Regions from separate parts of the Rattus norvegicus genome. Here region 1 is linked to region 2. A link is a contact called in public HiChIP or PLAC-seq data. All regions are on one chromosome and are shown on one strand. Each heading gives the region's core, a stretch centred on a gene start, on an enhancer-like site or on the middle of the called end of the contact. The rest is flanking DNA. Distances are from core to core; before and after follow the strand shown.

Region 1 (4,160 bases), core at 1,494-3,993, 130 kb before region 2:
TCTGGATCCGGAAAGAAAGCAGCGAGTATAGGATCTTTAACCTCTCACTGGCTCTGGTATTTTTCTCTTTGGGGCTTAACGTTTATTGAATTCTTACAGCTTGATTATGACAGGTCTCAATACACTTCACCTTCCCCTGGCTCGGGTTTTACCTTACTGAGTGTTAGATGTTCTCTGGCTTTTTTTTTTTTTTTTAAATTTGAGACGAGCTCTCTCTGTGTAGCCCAGGCTGGCCTTGAACACAGAGCTCTTCTTGCCTATGCCTCCCAGCTGTTGAGTCTAAAGGCATGCTCCACCAAGCTTCACTTTTAAAGCATTTTTTTAGTATTGTTCGGGGATGCCGCCGGGAAAGAGTCTGACGCTTTCAAGACTTGTTTTTAAGTCTTGTTGGGAGCGGCTTGAGCTGTCGCTGGTCAAGCTTGGTTAGGTCCCATGACTGAGACAACTGTGGATTCCTTCACCAGGGCTGTGAATGAAAGGAACAGGACTATGTAGTCCCTGTCCAGGACTCTAGAATCGCTCCTGGGGATTATTTGGGGTAACTCTTTCTCCAGCCTTGTGTGGTGCCACATGCTTTGGCTGATCCATACCCAGACTCCAAGGACTGGGCTGGAGAGATGGCTCAGAGGTTAAGAGCTCTGGCTGCTCTTCCAGGCTCTTCCAGAGGCTCTGAGTTCAATTCCCAGCAACCTGATGGTGGCTCCCAACCATCTGTAATGGGACCTGATGCCCTTTTTTGCCATGAAGCTAGAACACAATACATAATAAATATTAAAAAATACTCCAAGGACATATTGCAAACCCACAGCTGTATTTCTCTGCTACAGAGACTGCCCTGTGAATCCTGGGCCCCCGATACTGGATCCCAGGTGATCTACTGGATTATCTGGCTGGATCCCATCTGATCTACTGGATTGTCTGGCTGGATCCCAGGTGATCTACTGGATTGTCTGGCTGGATCCCAGGTGATCTACTGGATTGTCTGGCTCTACTTGAATTCCTCTTGGGAAGTGGCCAGGGAAGTTACAAATTCAAGTCCTTCTGACCTTCTGACCGCCATTAACCCAGTGACTCTGAGCCTGTCCTAGAAGCCTCCCTCAGCCAGGAACTCTCTAGGGATTAAGCTGGGGGTAATCATAAGACTTATTCCCACTCAGAAATTCTCAACCTTGTGCTGTCTGTGGCCCTGGGCCTGTAAACCATTGGTTTAAACAATTTAATGGAGTATCATGTGCTTCTAGTCTCTGGCACTCTGTAGCCACAATAGGGAGATTATTTGAACCCGCAAGTTCAGGGCCAGCCTGTCTCAGAGGAAAAACAAAACATTTCGTCCAGTGTTTTACTTCAGAACCAAGTCTTTTTTTTTTTTTTTTTTTTTTTTTTTTTTTCGGAGCTGGGGACTGAACCCAGGGCCTTGCGCTTGCTAGGCAAGCGCTCTACCACTGAGCTAAATCCCCAACCCCAGAACCAAGTCTTAATGGCTACTTCTGGAAGTTTCTAGAGTCGTGTGCACTAGCGGTTAGCTGGATTTTAGAGATCACCTAAATCTTTATCCATTTGCTGTGGAAAAACTGAGGCAGAAGAAAGTCATTTGCCCTGGTCTGCTGACTTCGGTGGGAATTGTCTGGGGAGAAAAGGAACAGTTCGGAGAATTTGGGTCCTGCGTGTTAGGGTATAGATGGGGTCTGTTGTTCTCCAGGTCTCGCTCCCTTCCTCATTCCAGCACTTACTGTCGTCTATGCTCTCGGGGATGTCAGCTCCACTGAAATTGCTACGTTGGAAATGTGGACTTCCAGCCCCTGTGGCTATCACCTAGGCCGGCCAATTCCAGAATGATTGGACCTCATGGAGCTGACACACTGGCATGAGGCAGAGAGCCAAGCTGGGGTTGGAGTTGAGCATCAAGGACCCTGTGAGCTTGTGTGTCATCCACAGACAAGGAACCTGGGACCCAGCCAGGTATGCCAAGCACTTGGACTGATTTACCCACGTAAGCCCAAGCAGTAAGCATTTGTCTCCTATTCCTCGTTCGTTTTTGGGTCTTTCTTCTTTTGTTTTTATTGACTTATTTTTGAGACGGATCTCACTCTGCGTTCCAGGTTCACCCTGCACTCCTGGTGCCCCCGCCTCAGTTTCCCTCCCGAGATTTGGCGTTATAAGCGCGCACCGCCACATTCAACAATCGCTCATATTTTCCACACATGTTCAGCTTTCTGCACAGCAATTTGCCTACAGCAACTGCCCCAAACCAGTTGGAGCTTTGTATTAGAAGTTTTTCCATGTCTCTGAGCATGTGGATGGAATACTGATGGAATCTATCTACATATTTCTAAACAATCTGCCTTCTCTTGATGAGTGAGAATTCCCAACAGAAGCTTGGGGCTGCTACGAGGGGAAGTTTTGTTTTTTTTTAAGTGCCAGCTGTAAGAGAGAGAAAAAGCGGGCAGGACAAGGGAAACAGCCGAAGGCTTACGTTATTTTAAAACCTCTGGAGCCGAGACGATGAGTAGATAAGTATCTCTCTTTCCTCACTCTGGCTTTGTTGTTTTGTTTTCTTTAAAGGAACGGCCCCCACCCCATCTGCACAATACGAAACGCACACTTCTCAGCACGTAAAAGCGGGGGAGGTTCCCGGTTTTTTGCTGCACCCGACAGACTTTGCCCTGCCTTGTTGACCAGCGGTCACAATAGGACCTTTCATTGCAGGCCACATGGTCCCCTGCAACGTGACCTGGGACCTGGCAAATGCTCCAGGACGGCACAAAGGAGCGGAACTTGTGTTTGTGCAGAGCACACGAGGCGGTTGGCAGTGTTCGGGGTTTCCTTCTCTGTGGCTCTTTTGCCCTGCCCTCTCCTGTCTCTCTGCTGCTCACACTGGTGGACCAGTGCTGGGCCAGCTCGTTTAGGAGTCCGTAGGGCCCCTGTCAAGTTCACTCGGGGTAAGGCGCATCACGTAGAAGTAAAATAGAGTGGACCCCACCGGCACGTGTACTCATGGCTTTACCTTCTTTAACCTGTACATTTGCAGAGAGAATTCACTTGGGCAAAGTCTGAAAGAGGAAGATTTTGAAACTGGGTCAAGAGGAGGCATCTGGTGACAGCACACACTTTCTGTATTCCAAACGTACTCGTGACACAGCCTCTACAATGGCCCTATGGCAAGTGAAGGGGCCTTCAGGCTCTTTAAACTTTGCCCCTGGGAAGAAAGCTTTGTTGGGGTGAGATGTGGGGGAGCAGGACACGGCTGGCTGGAGAGGCCTTCTGCCCGTTGATCAGTCAGTCCCCGTTTCTTCACGTGGACAGGAAAACAATAGCCAGCAACTTCTTTAGGCTGGAGAGATGGTGGAGGAGGTGAAGAGCACGTTCTGTTCTTGCAGAAGACTTGAGTTCAGTTCCTAGCACCCACTTCAGGCAAGAGTGGTGTCTGTTTGTTTGAAACCGGGTTTCACTGTATAGCTCAGGCTAGCCTCAGACTAACAGTGATTCTCACTCGACAGCTTCCTGTGTGCCTCCACAAGCAGAGGAAAGTTTAAAAATTTCAGGAGTTGATTGAGCATCTAATATGGAGACCAGCATCCTGTGTTGTCACGTTGTTATTACAGACTAATCACCAAGGAGCTATAAAAAGCCATAAAAATATTGATGACAGAAAAAAAAAACCAAACATTGTTTTGTTTTGTTTTGTTTTAAACTCATTAGTGTCTACAACACCCTCCACATGCAATCATGTTCAGCATTTGTAAGAATCTCATGAAGACGGGACACGTGCATTAATCTCCCAGAGAACGCAGGATAAGGACCCAAGACAGCAGGCGCCAGAATTCAAACCTAAGGGATACGGATCTGCAGACAGCACATCTATAGCATAAAAAGCAGCAAGGAGAGGCGGGGTGTGGGGGTGGGGGGATAACTAAGGGTAGGTAGGGCTCCACATCCTGAAGACAAAGAGAGAGACAGAGAGAGAGAGAGAGAGAGAGAGAGAGAGAGAGAGAGAGAGAGAGAGAGAGAGAGAGAGAGAGAGAGAGAGAAGAAAGAGGAGAGAGAGAGAGGAGAGAGAGGAGAGAGAGAGGAGAAAGAGGAGAGAGAGAGAGGAGAGAGAGGAGAGAGAGGAGAGAGAGAGGAGAAAGAGGAGAGAGAGAGAGAGAGAGGAGAGAGAGAGA
Region 2 (4,748 bases), core at 2,180-4,679:
ACTGTGTGCTGGGTTCTGTTGCTGCTGTTTGAGACGTTGTCTACACAGATCAAGCCTGGACTCACAAAGATCAGTCTACCTCTGCCTCCCCAAAGCTACAAACAAGGGTGTGAGCCACCACACCCCACCCTGCATTAGAACACAAAGTAAACAAGCTCTAAAACAAGCTTCTCAGTCTGTATCATAAAATGTGCTGTGTACATAAACTATTAGCAATTTCCTTTCAAAAGTTCCCACAAAGGTTGGCCTGAATTTGTCTACTTAATGGCCATGATGTTACCACCTTTAGGGATATGGAGGCAGAGGAATTAGGAGTCCAAGATCATCTATACTTACACAGTGAGTTCAAGGCTAGCCTGGGCTACAAGAGACCTAATCTGCAAACTCAAAAACACTAAGGCAAATCTAGGCTTATCAAATGATGTAGTTCATACAAATGTCAACCGAAGAATTAAAGTCACTAATAAGTTAAAAACTAAGGTATGAATTATATAAAATTGTTACCCAATTGAAATCAAATGTAAATACCAGTAATAATGAGCCATTCTACTCTTAATTTATATTGAACAGCTATCTTTTTAATTTACCATTAAATCAACTTTTTAAATCCAAGCAAATCAGTATTATCCAACAGGACATAATACACTTATTATGAGCTGCAAAATAGCTATTCTTTCATGGTATTTAGTACAGAGCAGACACTGATCTACAAACCTCAAACACTGACTCTGCATTCCTATCACAGGCTACAATGCCACCATGAGCACTGCTAAGTAACACTTCTAGACTACAAGTCAAGCAGAGGTCCAAAGTTGTAAGGTAAGTGATTTAGCTTTAATCCCCACAGTGATGTTTTTCATGTCTTTTCCTCTTCTGAGCAAAGAACAGCATTGCCACGGCTCACATGCAAAGGGGCACAATACATCTGAAGGTTGACAGAGCAAGGGACAGAAAAGAAAAATGCCAAAAAAGAAACAAACAGGACAGGCAGGTAAGGCACATTACGGAACCTAGACTTCATCCTATGACACAAGGAGAGAACCTATGAAGTCTATGTTCCTACAAACAGTCTGGAGGGTGAAGAACAGGGAACGTAGTTACGGGGCCCTGAAAGTTAGGTGTGTGTTACAGCAGCAAAAACCAGGAATAAGAACAGAGCTCTGAAAGACGACAAGGGACACTAGGAAAACAACAACAGACAGCCCAGAATGACTCCTGTTAGCAGGCCGGGCAACAGGTAACAGAGCTGCAGTCACAGAGTTACAGACAGCAGACTGATCAAGTTTAGGACTGAAAAGTTGAGCGCTTTGGTAATGTCCAAAGGGAGATGTTAAATGCCCATGGCTTAGAAGGGAGACGGGAGAACAGAGGACCTTTAAGAGCATTACTTTGAAAACAATGGTCTCGTATGTACAACGTATGCTACAGACTGGAGGTGCAGCTCCGTTGGTATCGTACCTGTCTGGCATACACGAAGCCCTAGGTTTAATTCCCAGCACAGATAAACCAGGCATGATGGTACAGGCTTGTAACTTTGGACTTGGGAGGCAGAATCAGGAAAATCAGAGGTTCACTGCCAACCCTAGTTAATTAACAAAGGCCCAGCCAAAGCTACATGAGACTCTCTCAAACAGAGAAGGGTACAGGGAGGTAACACCCTGGAGAAATGATTCAGCAGTTAAGAGTCAACTCTGTTCTTGTAGAGGACCAAAATTCACTTCCAAAGGGAATCCAATGTCTCCTACCTCCATTGGTACATACGTACACGTACACGTACGCGCGCACACACACACACACACACACACACACACACACACACACACACACTTTTTAAAAAATATTTTACAACCATATATTTAATCTCATCCTCCTCAAAGAAACTAAAAGGGGGTAGGGGATAGATGAGACATCTTTCTGTTTTGATAATCTACTGAGACTCTTAATTCTACCCATATATACCATATCACAGTTAAATAACTGTGTATAAAATTCAAAAATGATAAAAATAACCAATTAATTTGGAAATGAAGTAGAAATTCTCAAGAAAATTGCTTTCAATTACTACTGGTAAATTAAAAATAGTCATTAAAGAAAGTAAGAGGCAGAGTTCCGATGTAAAGGTGTTGTATGCCAAGCTTCCTCCATTAACTAATCTGAAACCCCATCTATTGCGTCTAAGAGACAGGAGGAAATGACTCAGTTGACTGGCGATGTCAGCCTCGCATCCACTGTGCATCCTCCACGTCAGATGCAATGTACAGCCACCTACTTGACTCCTAAAAGATCATGATTTCCAAAGGACATAAAACAATTACTCTAAACATCTAATAAAATTAAGCTAGAAAACAGCTATTCTAATGCTCATTCAGAATCTACTACAATTGACCTTGCTATGAACTCTATGCTTTGCAGTACATATATTGTTAAACATGTTAGCTGCTCAGATCTTTTATTAAGGCACGAATCTAAACCAAATGTGCTGATGCACAACGTTAATCTCAGCATTAAAGGGACAGAGGCACAAGCATCTCTGAGAATTAGAGTCCCACACAGTCTACCACAGAAAGTTCCAGGCCAGCCAGGTTTACACAGTGAGACCTGGTACCCTGCTTCCAACAAAAGTAAAGCTACTACACCTGAGAAGGCTGCCTCACTAGGTAGAAGTGGGGCCACACAAACATGCAAGAGTGAAGACCTGAGTGAGTTCAAATGCCCAGAAGTCTTATAAAAGCCTGACTATGTGCTATGTGACATCTGCGATCCCTGTGCGCCCACAGAGAAGTAGGAGACAAAGGCAGAAACTCTGCAGAACTCACAGACCACCAGGCTGGTGGATGGGCTGGAAAAGCAGGCAGGACGCCTGGTATCAACTGGAAAAGAGACTCTCAAACAGGGCGCCAGGCGAGAACCAGCACTCAGGATGCACGCTCACCCACACTCACACGCGGGGATGTGCAGCACGCGTGTGCCTATGCACAACTGTTAGAGGAATTGTTCCAGTACTGTGGAGAAGGTTCATAAAGTTACGTATTCATAAAAGTAGTATTTATAAGATTTGGCACATAGATGGCAAAATGATTCCCTTTTTTTTGGTCAAAGAAACATTGCCCAAGAAAGGTATATCAGAATTTCTGATCCTAATTTCATTATTTTCTTTAAAAGCCACTCATTAAAAAGGCCTCTATAAAAACGTATTTTACAAGTATGTGGGATGTGTTTGTTTCTCTACTAAAACAAGCACAAACTTGAGAAGAGCATATTAACAAGTTGGGAGGAGAGGTAGTTAGCATGCTGGAGACTAGCATTTCTGGCACATGGAACCTGACACAGAATGTCTATCCTCCAGTCATGAGTCATGGATTAGGCTGCCTCTATTTACTGTGAAGCAATCTTTCAGTAAAAGGAGCAGTAGGGAAGAATACAACATGAATAATGACTTGGACAAGTTCCCAGAAGAAACCACAGTGCAGCTAAGTCTGAGAAATGGCACAGTCATACTATACAATATACCAGTGTTCTCTCTTATTAATCACTCCCAAACTTAATGTCAGAGAAAGTGAAAGTCACTCTGCAGCTCTGTACAGTTTCCTGATCTTTGTTGCTCTGGTCTGTGGGTGTACACGCAAGCAAGCACACAAACGGCAGTGTGCAGTGGCAGTCAAAGGCCACCTGCCTCTCTCCCGCCACTGCACGGGTCCCAGGGATTAAAAGTCAGCAGTTATTGGCACCCAATGCTGCACCCACTGAGCTATCTTAGCAGCTCTCAAGTCTTTTCTTTCTTTCCAGACTTGAGTAATAATGAATAAAAATGCATCGTGGATGTGATCAAAGTGATCCAATTGTTGTATCCTTTAACACAGAAAGCTCTCACTTGATACATCCCACCCCAGCACACACACTGACAGACACCAAAAGGCAACACTCTTTACTTTCTGCTGAAAAGTCTACAACTTCCAACACTTGAGGTCCATACACAAACCCCTCCCGGAATCTCCCAACACAGCAGAGGCAAAGAGCAGAGTTTGTGTTACACTGCCCAAAACATAAAATGTCAAATGCCTATGGAAGTCTACGTATCTGCCAAGGAACTCAGACTTTAGCTCTGACAATGAGAAAATCAATGAAGTATCACTAATACACAGATCATCATTTATTTTACAACTGATTATGCAAAAAGAAAAGCCCAAAGGCAGACTGAGCTTGAATCACTGTACATACTTCAAAAAATGTCTGCTGCTGGAAAAACTAACCACACAAAAGTGTGGATTCCTATGAACTGAAACAACAACTGTTTTGTAATTATGTGAAAGAACCAATACATGCACGTGGAAAATAAAAGGTATTAAATAGAAAAATAAACCTCACAAAATAAAATATGGGGAATCCTGTAGTCCAGGGCATATTCTCTAAGAACCAGAAGTTATTGAACATATACGGGGAACATTTTAAAGCACACCTGGAAGGACGTAGACGCAGAGGAAGGGGGGAGAGGGAGGACTGTGGAGCTAAAGCTACTCCAAAGGCAGAGCTTAGTTTGGGCGGCAATGCTGGGATGAGTAAGGCATGCTAGGCAGGAAGGCCGAAATGAATTCTGGTCCAATACTGCAAAATCAAAATAACCATGGAACAGGACTTTCAGAAACCATTCCTATAAAATATTAAACACTTAATCAAGTAAAAGAATTGGATCTGTAATGTTGTTTCACTCTTCTCTAATAACAGGCATTTTTTAAAGGGATAACCCAGGA

Evidence for each region. HiChIP or PLAC-seq counts read pairs in DNA pulled down with a chosen protein or histone mark.
Region 1: a contact with region 2 is called in an H3K27ac HiChIP or PLAC-seq map of oligodendrocytes, with 5 times the contacts expected there. The contact joins two enhancer-like sites. A contact is called at or near these places in 1 of 12 Hi-C or Micro-C datasets (hepatocytes) and 1 of 1 datasets of contacts at active chromatin or transcription factors (oligodendrocytes).

Annotation. Positions count from the first base shown.
Region 1 is chr20:45,481,189-45,485,348 of GRCr8, reverse strand. No RefSeq gene overlaps it. Among named protein-coding and RNA genes, the nearest start is that of Slc22a16, 44 kb to the left of the region's middle. Within about 2 kb of position 2,743, at least 53 of the 93 cell types and tissues checked have an H3K27ac peak or open chromatin away from gene starts, as enhancers often do.
Region 2 is chr20:45,346,727-45,351,474 of GRCr8, reverse strand. All of the region lies in intron 1 of Cdk19 (cyclin-dependent kinase 19), which reads right to left. Among named protein-coding and RNA genes, the nearest start is that of Cdk19, 24 kb to the right of the region's middle. Within about 2 kb of position 3,429, at least 71 of the 93 cell types and tissues checked have an H3K27ac peak or open chromatin away from gene starts, as enhancers often do.